3 separate regions of the Mus musculus genome follow, and regions 1 and 2 are each linked to region 3. A link is a contact called in public HiChIP or PLAC-seq and promoter capture Hi-C data. All regions are on one chromosome and are shown on one strand. The core of a region is the stretch at or near the end of the contact, and the rest is flanking DNA. Distances in the headings are between cores, read along the strand shown.

Region 1 (3,588 bases), core at 305-2,804, 350 kb before region 3:
TACAGATAAAAAGGGAAAAACGTTTTTTTCCTTTTTTTCCTTTCTTTTTTCTTTTTTCTTTCTTCTCTTTCCTTCTCCTCCTTTTCTCCTCCTCCTTCTCCTTCTCCTCCTCCTTCTCCTTCTCCTCCTCCTCCTCTTCCTCCTCCTCCTCCTTCTTCTTCTCCTTCTTCTCCTTCTCTTCCTCCTCCTCTTCTTTCTCCTCCTCTTCTTCCTCCTTCTCCTCTTCCTCCTCCTTCTCTCTTTCCTCCTCCTCCTTCTTTTTTTTTTGGATGAAAGACATTAAGAGATGAGGGACAAGACACCCCAAACCAGGTCCCCAAATACTCACTCATATATGCAGTGGGCCGCAGTCAACACCCATCGGTGGCTGATGAGGGAGCCTCCACAAACATGCTCATTTTGACTCTGCAGACTCACCTGCCAAGGCCACTTCCTCCCTGCAGATAAACTTCCAGGATCTACCTCTGTAATTCTATGGCCGCAAGTGTCTAAAGAGAAATTAAAAGTGAAGCCACTTCTCCACACCTCCATCCCATTTCACACATGGTCAAGGTCATCCTCGGGGAGGGACTCTCTCCAGCCCTCCAAGGGCAGGAGCCGACCTCGGCTCCCCAGCCCGACTAGGTGGCCCTTTGACCTCCCAGACAGGCCTGGCACCAGTAGGAGTACCTGTAAAAAACGGTCCTCCTAGAGAGCTCCTCCTGTTTTCCAAGGTAATTTTGGTTGTGGTCCCTGAAGGAGACCCTGATCCTGGAATCTCAGTCCTGTCTACAGACACCGGAACTCCTGAAGGGTGCGAAATACTCAGGGATTTCAAGCGACTCTGCTGTGCCGGGGCCTCTGGGTCACTCCGGGGTCTCCGGGGCCTCTGGGGCCGGTGCATCACTCCGGAATCTTCCCTGGGTTTGTAAGTACCACCTGAGGAAGAAGCCAACAGGAAAAGCTCAGCTTGAGTGCGGGTGCAGCTGCTGGCTCCTGGGCCGACTGCCCCTACGGCACCAGCACTGTCACCAACGCCAACACCATCACCATGGCCACTCTCGCCCAAGCCAAGTTCCATGAAGCCACACCTCCCCCACTGCTCCCACCAGGACCCCTGTCCCCAGCTAAGGCCTCACTGAACAAAGGCTGAAGAAGCTGAAGCCAGACCAGGAGGGCTAGGAAGCCGCCCCTGTCCGCGCCACAGAAGCCACCCATCCCAGCCTTGGATTCAGGCAATCCTTTTTCTGGTAGTCCCCCGCCCCCACCCCGCAGTAGTGTCTCGTGCAGGTGCCTTCCTGTGGGCAGGACGGCTGTGGTCCTGAGTTAAGCCCGAAGATGTTGGATGCCTCAGTCATCCACTCAAAAGCTAACTGGGTAGCACTGTCTTAGAGACTTTGAAGGTATACTAGATCTTATCAATATTAAATGTAAAGGGGGCGGGAGCACTTGCCTCGCTTGCAGATTCAGACCTGGATTCAGTTCCCAGCACCCACATGTTCCTTATTACACTGGTGGCTCAGAGCCACTCATAACTCCAGTTCGGGGGAATCCCATCTCTCTTCTGACCTGCGACTCCAGGCACACACACACACACACACACACACACACACACAGAGAGAGAGAGAGAGAGAGAGAGAGAGAGAGAGAGAGAGAGAACTCTTACACACGAATTAAGAAATAATAATTTTAAAATTTAATAAAAAGCCTACCCTACCCCAGTCCCAGACAACATAACATCATAATAGTCTGGCCATTTCCCCTTTAATCTCCAGCCCCACCACATGGCTCTTCTGTGACTTTAGGAATGGTTTGATGATTTTTGCCTAGAAACAGTAATCCCTTAGAGGGTTGGAAATGGTGATCTCATAATTAGAGCATTTTTCTGTCATTTGACAGCTGGGAATATTTTATCAAGAGTTTGGATATTAATACATATCCAAAAATAAAGCCCATACCCCAAGCGTAAGAAATGCACAGCTTTGGGAATCAGTGTAAAGCGCCAACGCATGTAGCCACAATCGAGGTCAAGACACAGGATTGTGCCAAAGGTTCAGGAGCCCCTCCGTGTGCCTCCCGGGACACAGCAGGAGGCTGTTCTCCAGTGTTCACACATCGTACTTTCATGTAATTCGCCACTCCGTGTTCTGTAGTACCCAGCCCCAGACCTGCTTCCCCAATACTGTGCTTGAGTCTGGCAAGGCTTTTTTTTTTTTTTTTTTTGCACTTCCTGTATCTTTAAGAGATACTCAAGACCGTGCTTCCTCCTTCTGTCCCTCAGACTTCATGAGCAGAAATCTCAGTATTGTTTGAAGTGTGGAGTCACCTGCAGGCTAGACTCTTTGAATCTTACCCTGTCTTAGTCTTCTGGCTTCTCTATTTCCTGCAAGTTCACAGTGAGAACCGGGTCCCAGCCCTTGGTTAACTAGCCACGTGCTACATTCTCTTTGGAGACACACACTATCTCTGTGGTTTCCTTTTTTAATATTTATTTTTTTATTTTGTGGGATGAGTGTTTTGCCTGCATGTATGGCAGTGCACAGGATATGTGCTTGGTGCCCATAGAGGCCAGAAAAGAGCACGAGATTCCCTGGAATGGAAATTATGGATGCCATATGGGTACTGGGATCTGAACCAGGATGGTCTGCAAGAGCAGCCAGCTCTTAACTGCCGAGCCTTCTCTCCAGCCCCGCCACATGGCTCTTCTGTGACTTTAGGAATGGTTTGATGATTTTGCCTAGAAACACTAATCCTGTAGAGGGTTGAAAATAGTGACCTCATAATTAGAGCATTTTTCTTTCACTTGACGGCTGGGAATATTTTATCAAGAGTTTGGATATTAACACATTTTACGGGTTTTAAAGAATTGCAACTATCATCCCTGCTGTGGTGGAATTAGGAAACTCAGCCACAATATTTTGGACCTTTACCCACTAAGAAATGAGATTCATTCATCCAGGAGTGGTAGCTCACGCTGTAATGCCAACAGTTGGGAGTGAGAGGCAGTAAACAGACTACTTAAGGTCCGCCTGGGCTATGTAGTGAGTTCAAGGCTTCCCCGTGCTAAAAAGCAAGGGCTCACCTCAAATAATAAATAGAGTGGTTTCATTCCCCCACCCTTGTCGACCTTGTGACTTGCTTCTAACTTCACCCATTTAGACTGTCCTGAGAGCCTGGTCCCGCTGGTGGGTGAGTGTCTTCTCAAAAACAAAACAAAAACAAAAACAAAAACAAGAAAACCACTCCCTAACACCATCCAGTATACTGTGTTATGCTTTATAAAGACATCATAAGCCTTAATAGACCATTGCTCTTATTGGAATTCTAGGCTTATGCGCCTTGAGTATGCTTACAGTATTCTCAGCCAACAGATCTCCGTTTCTAAGTGTGTTACTCTGTAAACACAGCCCCTCAGATCCACTCTGCTAGTTGACTACACTCAGCCCATGGCACTTCTAACCCAGGAAACCTGCTCTGAGAAAACTCTTCTCCACGATGTACATCATAGCCTTCTTCACTTAGGTATGCCAAGTAGTGGTTCAGATTATTGTTGCGGTTCTTTGAAATTGGTGGAAAAAATTCCAGCAAAACCCACAAATATGTAAGGAA
Region 2 (3,377 bases), core at 666-3,165, 400 kb before region 3:
ACAGACTCGGGATCCTCTGGTTCGGCATCTGGTTTCCACTGGCCATGAGAGCCCAGCTGAGGGACTGAGGTGGGCCAAGTGACCTGGGCCTCCCTGACCCTCAACCATGTTTCCAGACATTGATAGACTGGAACGTCTATCCCTATAACCTTGAACTACCCTGGTACCCTGCCCACATTTAGCCGGCTGTCCACAAGAGATCCATCTCAGCCTGATATGTCATAGCTTACCCATCCCTGGTCCTCTCTGAAAAGGAGATCTAACTAGACCAGGACATTTCAGACTCCTGTGGTTGCCCCTCAAAAGAATAAACTGTAGAGAGACGCTTCTCTTGGCATGGATAGACTGGACCTGGGTAGATACGACAGACCCAGATTAGCAGCCACTAACTCTATAGTAGTACCTTTTAGGTCTGTGGTCCCAGAAGGATTTCCACCCCCAGGAAATCACATCACCAGAGGAAAGGGCAGACATTAAACATGGATGGTAAAGGTGGCCCAGGAAGGCTACATCTGGAGTCTGATATAGAAGTCTCCCAGCTAGGAGCTAGAAGCGGTGTCGTGAGTAAAAGGCCAGACACGAGTGTTTGAGAGTATGAGCCAGCAAGAATATTCTCTCTAGCCCTGGGCCCAGCACCCATCCCATAGCCCTCTGGTCAACAACACGGCTTCCTCATACTCTCCCTCCTGCCAACTCTGGGGTCCTGAGTGGCAGGCTGTGCAAACGGTGAATTTGAGGCATGGAAAGTCCAGGAGGGTGTAGAGATACTATCTGTAGATCAGGTGCAGAGCTCAGACCCAGGCCCCTCACTCCCAGCCCTAACAGGCTCACGAGAACTAAGTGGCTCAGAGGTGCTGGGTGACTCACTGAGGTACACCCAGCATTCCTAGTAGGGCCCAGCCTCCCTTCTCACCCCGGGTAGACTTGGTTCAAAAGCTGCAGGGTGAGGCCAAAAAAGTTAAGCTGGGTGCACAGGTGACTCAGCTATTGTCCTTGTGGCCATCTAAACAGTAGCTAGACCTTTCCCTTGCATTCTTGGCCTCTGTCCACACCAGATCGCTCCCAAGCAGGGTCACTGGGGCCTTCCCTGCCCTCACCCAGTTCTGGCCCCTCAGGCCCCTTAAGCCGCACCCTAGCATGGCACTCACTCTGGTATTTCCTGATCTGGAGTGGCATGGACCTTATTTCTGCTTTTCCTGGACTATGCTAGAGGCCCATTAATCAACCTACATGCCCGGTGGGCAGTGGAGAAAGTGCTCCAGGCAAGTGCACAAAACTGTCACACGGGCCCTCCAGTCTTCAGCCCCTTCTCTGCCTCTCTTGCCCTACATGCCTCCCAGTCTCCGCATTAGCTTTTCCCGACTGCATTAGTCAGTTCCAAACTACTCTGCTCCAACATTCGGACATCCGTCTAGGCTCCTCCCAGGCAGGCAACACCACCTTTTCGGCTTCTCTGTCAGCCCTTCCGCCCTGACCAGCCAGGTCACCTGCTCCTGGCAGCCTCTCTCCCTCTGGGTGATAAACTCGCACCTGGGTTCTGGCCTGGACGCAGGGCACGGTGCTCGCGCTCCGCACTGCTGCTAGGGGTTGGACCCCGCGCTGCGTTTAAACCGGAGCCGGGCGGCCACGGGACCGGGAGGAGGAAGCTGAGACCGAAGATGGAGGGCTCGTGACCATGGCAGCGGGAGGAGGAGAGAGCCCCCACCCGCAGCTGAGCTCGTGGGGCAGCGGACCCCGCCCACCGACGCGCGCTCTTACCTGCGCTTTGCGCCGCGGTGCCCCGAGTGGCCGCGCAGCTCCGCGCCGGGCCGCCCTTCCTCTCCGCGCCCCGCCCCGAGGTGTTGTTCGCGCGGGGGCGTCTCCGAGGAGGCGGGGCTCGGCCTCGGAATGTCCCCAAGCCAACAACTCTCTCCCAGAGCCTCTCCCGCCAGACTGCGAAAGCTCCCCTTCGGTCGGTCCGCGAGCTCCCCAGGATCGCACCCTGGCTGTCTTTCGCCTTTTACCTCCCTCTCCAGATCCGAGGACGGCAGGCAGTGCCTGGGGCCACCCCGATTTCCTTACCCACCAACTCTGCCCAGGCTGTAGCTCTGAAATCTTGCCGACCCCCTTTGGGTCACTGGGCACCCCCCCCCCCTCACCCTCACACACCCGCGAAGGAGCCCTGGGTAGATTCGGGAAACTTGTTGCTTAGAGCAGTTGGCCATGATGATCCGAAGACCCTGAACTGGGCATGCTTTGGTAGCAGCTACTGCTGTGTGTAACCTTGAAGGAGGCCCCCTGCATTCATTCCGGGTACAGCCTGAAGCTGGCCAGTTTCCTGTGCCAAAGCCTTCGACCTTGGAAAGAGCAGCGCAGTTCCAAACCAAAGTCTTGGAAGGAGGAGGGACCATGGTTCAAACCTGTAACAAAGAGGCCTGCTGTCCAGCTGCCGGGCTCCCTTTTGGCCAGCAAGCAAGTCACCCCTCCACCTGCAGTGGCACCCGGCCTCTAGGAGCTGCTGACTAGCCTGGCTGAGTTGCTTCTAAGCCTTCCAAGCCTGAGTACAGAGAGAAGCCTGGGGAGGAGACAGCTGTGAAAGAGCAAGGATAGTCCACCTGCCCCCTACCCAAGTTTTGGACAGCCTCCATGCATTCTGCCAGAGAGAAAAGAGACTTCTAAGAGTTTCTCAGAAGGGGCCTGCCAACTTCAGCATCCCTGGCTCCCTTGGGGTGCTTTCTGGTGAGCATTTAAGTTCTGCCAATCTGCCCTACAGTGGCAGGCTCCAAGTTTGTTGCCCAAGAACCCTACCGCGGTTGCTGCTCTTGTTCACTTCCCTGCTCCAATCTTGGTCTCTCCATCGTCAAGAACCCTCCCGAGCCTCTTCTTCCCTCTCCACTCGGCCAAAACATCTCCTTCCTTCCAGCCTTTTCTTTCTTTCTTGTAAATACTTTTTTAAAAGATAAATGTATTACAGGTTCTTTTTTTTTTTTTTCATGTATGATGTGTATGTATATCCATGCAGGAGTGTGTGAGTGTGTGAGTGTGTGTGTGTGTGTGTGTGTGTGTGATGTTTGGCTGTGTCTCCTCTGGTGCTTTTTTTTTTTTTTGAGACAGCCTCTCATAGGCCTTCACCTAACCACATAGACTAGACTGAGTGCCCAGTGAGTACCTGACTGTCCCTGCCTCCCTGTAATGGGATTACAATTGTCTGCCACCACACCTTGCTTTTTCACATGGGTTTTGGGGATCATGCCTACATGCAAGTACTGAACTGAGGTGACACCTCAACCCCAGCTTTGCTGCTTTCAATACTCTCCTGTGTACCCCGCTCCCACCTCCCCTACCCCCGAGGATGCACCATCCCCCAGATACCTACTTCTCTAACCCCTGCCCTCTGC
Region 3 (3,207 bases), core at 578-3,077:
TACTTTCTGTTACTGAGAACTGAGAACAGAGAGAAGTGGTTTGTTGTTCACGATTAAAAAAAAATAAAGTCTTCCTTGCGAAAGGGTGTCACTGTGTAGCCCAGGTTGGCTTTGAACTCACAATTCTCTTGTCTTAGCTTCCCAAGTATTGGGGTTAGTATCTCCAGATGGGAGCTGTGCTTCTTTTACTCAATACTCAGTTTCTACAGCTCTGGGAAACCTTTCTGAACACAAGCCCCAAGAGTCTTATCTTCCTGCCCAGGAAGGTTCCAGTGCCGTTGAGTATAACATCTAGAAGGAATTACAAAGAATCCAGAGAGTTCTGGAAGCGGGTTCACAGGCCAGCTCAAAGGCTGCTCCAGAGCTTTCCCCCCCGTTTCTGCCCTACAACTTCCAACGCGCGCGTGCACATGCAGCCCCCCCATCCGACCTTTCCAGGGTCCTCCGGATGCTCATGCCGCCGAGCATCCCTGGAGTCATGCGCAGTTGGCAACAAGCCTTTCCGAGGGTCTATACTCCTCTCGGGAGCCCACTAGCCAACAGTGCCGCGGAAGGAAGCACATGCCATTTCGCACTTACTGAGGTACTGCTTGCTACCGTTCTTATGCCGCTTCATTTATGTGGGCTTCAGCTCCCAAGTCAAATTACAAGCTGCTTGAGGATAAGGGTCGTGCCGTTTACCTCTTGTGATGCCCCCCACAAGGTCCAGAACAGCGCCCAGCACACACCAGGTGCTCAAGAAATGGTAGTTGATGGTGATACTCATGGCTGGAAGTCAGAGGGTGACTGAATCTCCATAGGTGGGTCCACCATCTTCAGCCACTACTGAGAGAGTGCCAAGGTATGTGATATGTCACTCCCCTCCCACACTACTCTAATCCCTGAACTTGCAGCGTTCTGGGGAGGATACTTCATTTCCCAGTACAAGAAGCCATGCTCAGTCTCAAGATACCCTCCCATTAGGTAGTGTTTTTTCCCCCTCAGGATGGAATACTCCCAGAAATCTGAACACAGTCCTTACATACTTCACATAATAAAGTGACTCTGACGAGCCACCAGGAGACCTCTGTGCTGAGAGAGTCAGTGTTTCTCCATTTGTTTTGGGCTTGGGAATGAGCAGGATATACATTAACACCCACGAAGGCTTGACAAGAAGTCAATGGGATTACTCATAGGCACTAGGCGTTCATACCTACCATGCTCTTACCTCGATCAGGGATAAAGACTAAGAAACAAACACCCTTTAAACCCACAACACTGGGTCCTACTGCATCTCAGCATGAGATGAACCCAAAGTTTGCACCCAGGCAAAACTGGCCACTCTCCTATTTCTCACCCAGTGTGTGGAATGCTTTTCTAAAATGTGTGTGACAGATTGCCTTGGTCCCATTCCTGTGCCCCTCTAGAGGGTTTTCCTCTTCGGTAGTTAGAAGGCTCTAAGTGATGACACCGTGTCTTAATGATCTCTGACACTCAAACTCACGCCCTCTCCGTCTAAGGCAAGTCGTGGGACCTCAGTGGAGACTCGTGGGACTAAGGAACATCAGAAACTCCTAGCTCCCCTAAGCTGCGACCAGGTTGAAAGGAGCATCTCCAGGGGTGTCTCCGATTTTTTTTTTTTTTTCACAAATAAAAGAACCAAAGGAGTTAGGAACCCAGCCACTGACAGCAGCTGGGAGGATATCCCCACCAGGTTTCCCTTTTACCTAACGCCACCGGCTCGTGACCACTGCTCACCTCGCGGGGCAGTGGCGCTCGGGTAGAGCGACCGCTAGAACTGCAGCAACTTGAGGGAGCTCTGTTCGCAACCAGGACAGCTAGCCGACTGGCTGTGTACACAGTCGCCATGGCAACAGGAAGCCTGCAGGGATTACGGAAGTAGTGTAGGGTGGTGGCGGAATTTAAGCCCACATTTCTCCGTTAAAGATACAGGGAAAGTCAGAGCTGAACAAAGAAGACAGAGATGGAGTCAATTAACCTGGAAGGCTTAGAGTAGCTGTATATGCGAAGCCTGAGTTTGAGTTACGGGGGGAAAAAGGCTATGTATAAACCAGGAAGCGGGGCAGCGAGACTTCCGGTGTCGAGGACTTTGTGGGTACGGTGGCCGCGCAGGCCAGTGAGATTCCGGCTTCGCGTTCTGGGCAGCCTTCAGCGTGAGCCCTTGCCCCGCCCTGGTTAGTGTGAAGCCTGCTGGCCAGGCCTGCGCAGTTGCGGCGGCCGGGGAAGATGGTGGAGGACGGCGCGGAGGAGCTGGAGGACTTGGTGCATTTCTCCGTGTCGGAGTTGCCTAGTCGCGGCTACGGCGTCATGGAGGAGATCCGGCGGCAGGGCAAGCTATGCGACGTGACGCTAAAGGTACCATGGTCTGGGCGGTGGCTGGCTGAGGGGAAAGGGACTGAGCGGGAAGAAAAGGGTGGTGGACAGGGGAAGAGTGGTCCAGCCGACTGTGGGTGGAGAAAGGTTAGAGGGGAACAGAGTAGTAGAGAGCGGTGCCAAGCGCAGAGGGGGAAATGAGGCCAAGTTGGGAGAGTAAAGGGGACAGCCGTTCAGCCATTGGAAGGAAAGATTGAGAGGTGTGCCTCTGACGCCCTAAGAGCAGGAGACATTGGGGTATCCGCCTCCTTTTCTGTCATACAGAAAAGAGAAAATGTTCTTACAGGCAGACCATGGAGGAAGGGGCGGTGGCTGACTCCACATTCCGATGGGTACCACTAAGACATCCTATCTTGTCCTAAAGTCATTTCTTTGGGCTCCTTGAAGTTGGCTGTGCTGTTGTAAATGCTAAGCCTTCTCTTCAGGAGTCATTGCTTGCCCTTGGCGCTTTTAGAATCGGATCTGGAAATCTTTTGATGTGGGCTACTCTCTTCCATGCTGGAAAACAATCTACTGTCACCACCTTAAAAGGTCCTGGAGGCCAGGCTAAAGGACTGTTTGGGGAGAGGGATATTTTTGCCACCTGTTCCCATCCAGCATTCTGGTCTGGTGTCAAGGGCCAGTGCCCCCTGTGCTTTGAGTCGTGCAGGGCTGCACCTTGGTGCCCTGCTGAGCCAGGTAGATCCCTCCAGGTGGGGATACTGCCTGCCTGTGGTTTTTCCTGTTGGACCTTGCCTGGAAGGCTCTTACTGTCTCGGTGTGACACTCCCTCTTCCTGTTTCAAAACAACAGAAAGACACAGACACCTCTTAGACTTTATCTTCTACTGAGTTA

What was found. Promoter capture Hi-C pulls out the DNA fragments that hold promoters and counts their contacts. HiChIP or PLAC-seq counts read pairs in DNA pulled down with a chosen protein or histone mark.
Region 1: a promoter capture Hi-C map of embryonic stem cells shows a contact between it and region 3. The contact joins the promoter of Prss43 here to the promoter of Kif9 in region 3. A contact is called at or near these places in 6 of 39 promoter capture datasets (cranial neural crest, embryonic stem cells, frontonasal cranial neural crest and 3 more), 3 of 115 datasets of contacts at active chromatin or transcription factors (double positive thymocytes and embryonic stem cells) and 5 of 9 other capture datasets (adipose tissue, embryonic stem cells, liver and 2 more).
Region 2: a contact with region 3 is called in a FOXA1 HiChIP or PLAC-seq map of pancreatic cancer cells. The contact joins the promoter of Tmie here to the promoter of Kif9 in region 3. A contact is called at or near these places in 3 of 39 promoter capture datasets (cranial neural crest, hippocampal neurons and liver), 1 of 484 Hi-C or Micro-C datasets (CD4 T cells), 6 of 115 datasets of contacts at active chromatin or transcription factors (astrocytes, bone marrow-derived macrophages, double positive thymocytes and 3 more) and 3 of 9 other capture datasets (adipose tissue, embryonic stem cells and liver).

The regions. Positions count from the first base shown.
Region 1 is chr9:110,824,656-110,828,243 of GRCm38.p6, reverse strand. Prss43 (protease, serine 43) reads right to left here and starts at 1,554. Exons shown (of 6, transcript NM_199471.1): 1 at 1,119-1,554; 2 at 670-918; 3 at 329-488. The coding sequence starts at 1,197.
Region 2 is chr9:110,878,611-110,881,987 of GRCm38.p6, reverse strand. It overlaps Tmie (transmembrane inner ear), which reads left to right and starts at 1,915. Exons shown (of 6, transcript NM_146260.3): 1 at 1,915-2,718. Als2cl (ALS2 C-terminal like) reads right to left here and starts at 1,814. Exons shown (of 27, transcript NM_001146059.1): 1 at 1,759-1,814.
Region 3 is chr9:110,475,614-110,478,820 of GRCm38.p6, reverse strand. Kif9 (kinesin family member 9) reads right to left here and starts at 1,827. Exons shown (of 21, transcript NM_001163569.1): 1 at 1,707-1,827. Klhl18 (kelch-like 18) reads left to right here and starts at 2,127. Exons shown (of 10, transcript NM_177771.5): 1 at 2,127-2,355. The coding sequence starts at 2,227.